Linked DNA regions of Pan troglodytes: region 1 is linked to region 2. A link is a contact called in public Hi-C data. All regions are on one chromosome and are shown on one strand. Each heading gives the region's core, a stretch centred on a gene start, on an enhancer-like site or on the middle of the called end of the contact. The rest is flanking DNA. Distances are from core to core; before and after follow the strand shown.

Evidence for each region. Hi-C and Micro-C count contacts between places; a contact is called where the count stands out from the background.
Region 1: a Hi-C map of stem cell-derived neural progenitor cells shows a contact between it and region 2, with 5 times the contacts expected there. The contact joins two enhancer-like sites. A contact is called at or near these places in 2 of 7 Hi-C or Micro-C datasets (induced pluripotent stem cells and stem cell-derived neural progenitor cells) and 1 of 1 datasets of contacts at active chromatin or transcription factors (stem cell-derived excitatory neurons).

What each region holds. Positions count from the first base shown.
Region 1 is chr14:55,715,799-55,719,233 of NHGRI_mPanTro3-v2.0_pri, forward strand. No RefSeq gene overlaps it. Among named protein-coding and RNA genes, the nearest start is that of MIR15A, 75 kb to the left of the region's middle. Within about 2 kb of position 1,878, at least 18 of the 24 cell types and tissues checked have an H3K27ac peak or open chromatin away from gene starts, as enhancers often do. A contact at or near this core is called in stem cell-derived neural progenitor cells, where this site is marked.
Region 2 is chr14:55,568,526-55,572,078 of NHGRI_mPanTro3-v2.0_pri, forward strand. It overlaps a transcript of LOC745092 not described here. Among named protein-coding and RNA genes, the nearest start is that of TRIM13, 20 kb to the right of the region's middle. Within about 2 kb of position 1,801, at least 2 of the 24 cell types and tissues checked have an H3K27ac peak or open chromatin away from gene starts, as enhancers often do. A contact at or near this core is called in stem cell-derived neural progenitor cells, where this site is marked.

The sequences.
Region 1 (3,435 bases), core at 628-3,127, 150 kb after region 2:
AGAGCCAAACTACTTCAACACCCCCTGCTCCCCCCAGTAGTTCTCTGATACTTCAGATTCTACAGGGACAAAACAGAGTTCCTTCCCCTAGACTTGAGGCCTACTTCTCCTTTTAGTCCACACCCTAAACCAGAAATCTGGGTATCCCTTGCTCTTGCCCTTTACAGCCAACCAGTTTTCCCATTCCACCAACAGAATTCCACCAATTTAATTACTTCCTTGAATTCCTCTTTTCTCTATCCCCACTATCCCTAGGTACACAGCGGTGGTCCTAATTGATTGTTACTTAGGTCACAGGCTGTTTTACATTCCATCTTCAAGTCTCCAGGACTTCAACCAGTGTACACCTCAATATGACATTTTCAAAAATCCTTTCATGGCTCTCCCTTTCCTATGTTTTAGTCCTGAGGCAGAACAGGAATTTACTCATAAAGCAAGTAACCCCCCTAAAATTGTATGCAAAATTTTAGTATAGGTATGTAAGCGCATTTTTTTTCCTAGAGAAAGAGCCCATTGCTTTTTATTTTCCTCAAAAGGTATGGGTTTCCCCCAAAACTTGTAGGTCTCAGGCTAAAGTCCAAATTCTTCAGCATGCAGGGTATACAAAGCCCTGCCCGACCTGGCCTCTTGCCTCCCTGCAGCTAACCTGGCAATTGCTCTCTCTTAACATCTACCTCCTGGATTTACAAACTGGGGTGGAGGTGGGAAAAAAGAATCAAAATCATAAAGTGAAGCCAAAACTGTTTGTGTAGCATTCATACACTGTTGAAGAATCAAAGGCCTTTTTTTCATAGTGCTTTTCGGGAGGGAGAAATTGGATTGTAAACATGTAATTTACAATCTCCACATTTTTTATTCTAGATAAATGCCACACACACCTTCCTGTTACAGAATATTGCATAGCAACTTTCAACATCATTCAGTTTTTTTATACCTATCCACATATGATGTTATGTATTTTACAAATCCTGCAACTAACAACGCAGTTCTTGATAGACTGCGATCTACTGGGAGGACTGCTCGGTTTTCACCTGAATTATTGCTCGTGGTTCACACACTAACACCCAAAAAGACAGTCTACGGGTTATGACGTGTCCCTAAAATCCTCCATCTACTCCAGAAAACGTTCTAACTTTTTGAGACGAACTGTTGTAACTAGTCTCCTGGCGAGGCCTGCTATGTCTTATAGCACAGGCTCTAACTGCCAAATCTTTTTCAGAAGTCTTTCAGTTGTTGCCTCCAAACGGAGCTCTTTGCAGTCCTCGGGCGGACGAATGGACGGATTCGAGCGAAGCTTATTTCCCTTCTCCTAACGCATCTACCTATAAATAGCGCTCACCGCGCTGAGTCACCAAAACCCCGAGTTTCCCCAAATAGCGCGTAACGACTGCTGGGATCGCGTCCCTCGGGGCTGTGACAGACTCCAACCACACACCCGCTGGGCTGGACCGCGGGCCCACACGGCCCAGCGGGTCTCTCACCACCCGGCGCCCCAGGGACGCGGGCGAGGCCGCGGTGTCCGGACCGAGTCGACAGCGTCGGACTTCCCGCGCGCGGACGGCGCTCTGGGGAAGGAGGAGCCGGCGGGCGGCTGGACCTGGCCTTGACTGCGCGGGGTCCGCCCCCGCCCCCTCGGGAGCGCAGAGTTGCGGGGGGCCGGCACCAGCCTCCGCCCTGCGCCGCCCGCTCACACAATGGGACGCGTCGGGAGGGGGCGGCCGCGGCTCCCATTCCGGTCCCAGGGCGGGGACTCCGGGCGGCGGGAGAAGCAGTCAGAGGCTGGGGCCAGAAGGAAAACCCCTCTCTCCCTCTGCCCACTCAAACTGCGAAAGGGCTCCAGCCGGCGGTGCCAGGGGCTGGGGAGCAGCTGGGGAGGGAGCGGAAGTGCCACCCCCTGCAGTCAAGGGTGGTGACGTCACCCCTGCAGCCAGCCTGTAGCGGGGGTGTCTGTACATCACATGACCCGGCCCCCCTCTCCCCGCCGAAGCCCGCGCGCGCGCTCTCTCCCCCAGCCCCGACTCCCACCTCTCCCCCGCCCCCTCTCCCCAACTTTCGCCCTCCCCGCTCCGGCACCGCTGTCAACAGCACCAGCTCCGCCCCCTCCCCGCGCCCTGTGGAACCGCCACGGCGGCGCGGCGGGCGCTCGCGCTCAGGTCCGAGGCTCCGAGAAGCGAGCGTGCCCCGGTTCCACCCTGCCCCCCAGCTCAGTGCTTGCTGGCTGCGTGGGCACCAGAGCCAGGGGGCACGGCGGCGTGCAGCGACAGCGCTTCTCTGCTCCATCCTCCCACAGCAGTTAGAGGACGAGGCTGAGGCGCCGGGTCCGAGCTCGGAGGGAGCGAGGCGCATGCAGCGGCCTCCGGGCCCTGACGCGTAGCCTCCGGGGGTCGGCCCACGGGCGAGAGAAGCAGCCGGGAGCCCCTCTCGACCCCAGCAAGGCGGCCCGCGCCTCCGCTCTCCCTACCGCCCGGGTGGCGCACGCCAGTCCTCCGTCTCTGGCTGCGGCGCAGGCACCGGCCATACGACGAGGGGCCAGGCGGGGACCGCCTCCTTGAGCCCCCTCGGCCACCCCTGCCGTGTGGACTGCTGGGGTTGCAGATTTGCTGGCTGTTGCTGCAGCGCCTCGTTCTATTTTTCCTCTCAGTTCCCTTCTAAAAGTGGAGGCTCGGGGGAGGAAAAAGAAAGCCCACAGTGTTGAAAGGGGCGGTACGGACTGACCTGTCAACGGCGGAGGAGGAAGACCCCCGTTCGGGGCGAGCTCTCGAGCCCGCGCAGGGATCGGAGCTCTGGGCTCGCGCGGAAAGGCGCGGCGGCAGCTGTGCCTCAGCCAGGTGTCCCCCCTCGGCGGGGCCCGCGCCGCCGCGCCCGCCCCCTCCCCCGGCGCCGCGCTCCCCGCCCCATCGCCGGGGACCAGGGAACCCCCCGGCTCGATTTTTTGTGCAGTTTCAGCAAAGCTCCGAGGAAGTTGGTCCTTTTGTTCCACTATTTATAGATTGCGTCAACATTGCGAAAAGGAGAAGGCGGAGCGGTGGCCCCTCCCCCTCCCCTCCCCCCGCCGGCTCCTGGGAGAGAAAAGCCCCAGCACACGACCTAAGTACACAGCGCGCCAGCCGCCCGCCCGCGGCCTTCTGCTCCCCGCTTCTTCCCCCTCCCAGCCGGGGCCCGAACGCTGCCAACCCCGTCACGTGCCCGCCCGGGAAAACCAGCTCCCCGGGGCTCCGCGCCGCCCGCCAGGCTTCGTGGCGGCGGCGGCGGCGGCGGCGGCGGCGGCGGCGGCAGCGGCCTCACCCAGCTCGTGGGCTCGGGCCGCGGCTCAGGCGTCACGCATAGCGTGGGCACCCACGCCCTCGCCACCCGACGAGGATCTCGGGCTCCGCGACTTGTGGGAGTGCTGCGGGGCGTCCCGCACTTCCGCCCTCTCTCGCCTCCGGCTCCCCA
Region 2 (3,553 bases), core at 551-3,050:
TGACTGAATCTTCCTGAGCCAAGTCTTCACATCTCTATTTTGTTGTTTTAATTTGAATAACTATGAAAAGATTGATTTTTTTTTTTTTTTTAGGACAGGGTCTCACTCTGTCACCCAGGCTGGTGTGCAGTGGTGCGATCATGGCTCACCGCAGCCTCCATCTCCCTGGCTCAGGTGATCCTACCATCTTAGCCTCCCAAGTAGCTGGGACTACAGGCTCCCACCACCACCCCCGGCTAATTTTTGTATTTTTTGTTAATCCTCCCACCTTGGCCTCCCAAGGTGTTAGGATTACAGGTGTGAGCCACTGTGCCCAGCCAAAAAAGACTGAAATCTTTTATTTCTGATGGAGACCTCAAAGAGCTCACTGCATAGGACTGACCCCAGGTTGCCTTTATATTTCCTGCATTTTTCTCCTGTTGCTCTTCAGAGAAGCTGTATGATATAAATGAATGAATGAATGTGTGTGTGTGTACACACACATATATCTCCATTCAAAAGCTATAGCACATGTATGTTTGTGTGTATGTGTATATATGTGCATGTATATAAGTATATATGCATACACACATATACACACACACAAAGGTACAGAAAATATATATCTTGTGACTAAAATTCCCTGAACTACCAGTAACTCCAGAAATTCTATTCTGGAAAACAATGGCTAACATCTAATTCATTATCTTAGAATTATCACAAAAGGAATATGAAAATGTGGTTTCTAGTGCAATGCAGTTAAGATAGGTATTCTTGTAGGCCATGGTTCCAAGAAATTTGTTTGACAACTGTACTGAGTAGTATATTTCTCCACTTCCTTTATTTTTTTCCCTTACCTTTTTTGAAAAAAGAAAATGAAGAAAAATGTGTTCCTCTTTCAAGTTCTTTTTCTCTCCTGGCTTATATAGTATGTTACCAGCAGAACTTTCTCTAAAATGAAAGGAAGTCATTGCTAAGAAGAGACAAAAAGTTAACAGGATTAAGGGAGTAAAAAGGCACATGGAATTTCTGGGTGTGCCCAGAATCTGAGAAGATTTGAAAAGAGGAGCAGAAAGGATTTTTGTATTTTAGAAGTTGAGGGGCCCTCCTGGCCTAGTTTGAAAAACACAATCAGATACAATTTGAAAAAAGTCCAACAAAATCTAGTGGGAAGATAAGCTAGAATCTTGTTACAAAAAGTGTCACGGGCCTTGGTTGTATATTTTAAATGAACTTCTTAATTTCATATCAAAATGCGTAGATACCTCCTGACCCCCGTTCTTGCCCTCCTCCATTTCCCTGTTAAATCCTGACCTTTCTCTGTAGACCTTCCCATTTCCACCCTGGAGGTCTGGCTGTCAGGACTACTCTCAGATTGCCTGGGTCTCCACGGTGGCACCCATTAGCCGTGTTGCTTCTGGGCAGGGCATCTGTTTCTGTGCAAAGAGAAAATGCTAGGGTGAGTCACCAGTCCTTCTCTCCTAACAAAAAAGCATTGTACTGTACAGTTTGATTTCGGCTCTTGTGTGCAACTTGTGATTGCAAACTAATGGGGACATGAGGCACAGCTCCAGTGACACACCTCTCAGGTTGCATTATAATGATCTGATTGGGATGTACCCCATTAGACCGTGAGATCCTTTAAGCCTAGGATGCTTTTATTTTTGTGTTCCCAGCCCTAAGCACACTGTGCCTAGCTCAGGGTAAGCACTAAACAAATGTTTCTTGATGAGAATGCTACAGGAGGAAGGGAAGGGTTGTACTCTACACAAAGAGCGGAAAAGCTACCCTTTAAGAAAGAGACTCATCTTCGCATGGCCTGCAGAGGGCGCTCTTGCATCATAGCTATACCATGCATCCTTTGCCCATCACTGGTTTCCTTGAGCAGTACCTTTTTGGTAAAACCACAGGTGTGAGACTTTGGAAATTTAGACTTAAACCTGCCCAAACACATTAGAATATCATCAGTTGCACAGAACAAATCCACATTACAATTATTCCAAAGGGACAAGAACATTCCAGAATTTGCTTAAAGAATACTAAGCCATGACATCTCAGAAAGTCAAACCTAAAGAAGAAAAATTGCCTGGTTAGTCTTCCGGGAAATGTTAATAATTCTTAAATTTGGAAGGCTCCTTATACTCACTTGATGAGCCAGTTCATCTAATCCAACTACCTCATTTCTCAGATGAGGAAACTGAAGTTTATAAAATTCCTCAAGGTGATGTATCTACAGAAAAATTATACTCTCAATTCAGGCTTTAGATGTGTGTTGAAAACATGGCAAGGTGTCCATTTGGAAAAAATGCACCTAGAGCTTTCTCTCTCTCTCCCTCTCCTTATTTAAATAGAAAGATTTAAAAATAAAAATATGGCCAGGCATGGCATCTCATGCCTGTAATCCCAGCACTTTGGGAGGCCAAAGTGTCAGGAATGCTTGAACCCAGGAGTTCGAGACCAGCCTGGGCAACATAGCGAGACCCAGTTTCTACAAAAAATTAAAAATTAGCCAGGTATAGTGGCATGTGCCTATAGTCCCAGCTACTCAGGAGCCTGAGGCAGGAAGATAGCTTGAGCCTAGGAGGTCAAAGCTTCAGTGAGCTGTGATCACACCACTGGACTCCAGCCTGGGCAACAGAATGAGATCCTGTCAAAAAAAAAAAAAAAAAAAAAGTACTGTAGCAACTGCTGAATAAAATACATAAGACTGGAAAGACACTATTTTAATGGTGAATCTGGACAGCACTCCAAGGGTACATTTTAATAGGTTGGAAGTAGGCTTTTAACATATTATGGGGGGGATCAACTGTGTAATAAATAACACAGAAGTAAAAAGTGTTGGTTAGCCAAACTGACCATCAAATTGAGAGCCAAAAAGCCATTAAGTTATGATTCTGGACAAGGCTCTGATTGCCACAGTTCAGAAAAGTTATTTGACATCTTTTTCACATTGTTAAGCTTAAAAAACAAACCCAAACTCAAACCCCCAAACCCTCAAAGCATCAAGTGCTTGAAGCATTTCTAATATACCTTCCGCATCAACCCTCACCTCCTTCTTGTTTCAGAGAAACCATGATCCTCCTCCAGGCTGGTTCTTAATAAGCACCCCCTCCCTTCCCTGGGTGCCTCCCATTTGTAGGCAGCCATTATTGGGCTGTATTCTGGTTGTGTTGAGGCTGGCAGGAAAGAGGAACAAGGATAGCATGTTCATGTGGTGTGAGTGGTCTCAGCTTCTAGGCATGCTGGGGGAAAGAGCAGTCCTGTGGCCCTGTGAGAGGCCCACTCAGACCCTGGCCAGCTCTAAGGGCTAAAGCAGCTCTGAGGTGTAGCACTTCACTTCCATCGGTTTTAGAGGCCCTACCTGGGGAGAAGAACGGCAGAAAAGCAGCCCTCAAAGAAATGCTACCATGGGATATGGCCTCAAGAGAGGAGCCTCAGCCTGAGATGAGTTGGGGGGTGGCCTTGAAGAAAAGAGGCCCTGGCTTCAGGGGCGTGGGGTAAGACAGATAAGGTGTTGGAAGGAAGCCACTCAGGATTCTTTGGAAAGCGAGGACAGTGAAGTTGGAGATTAAGC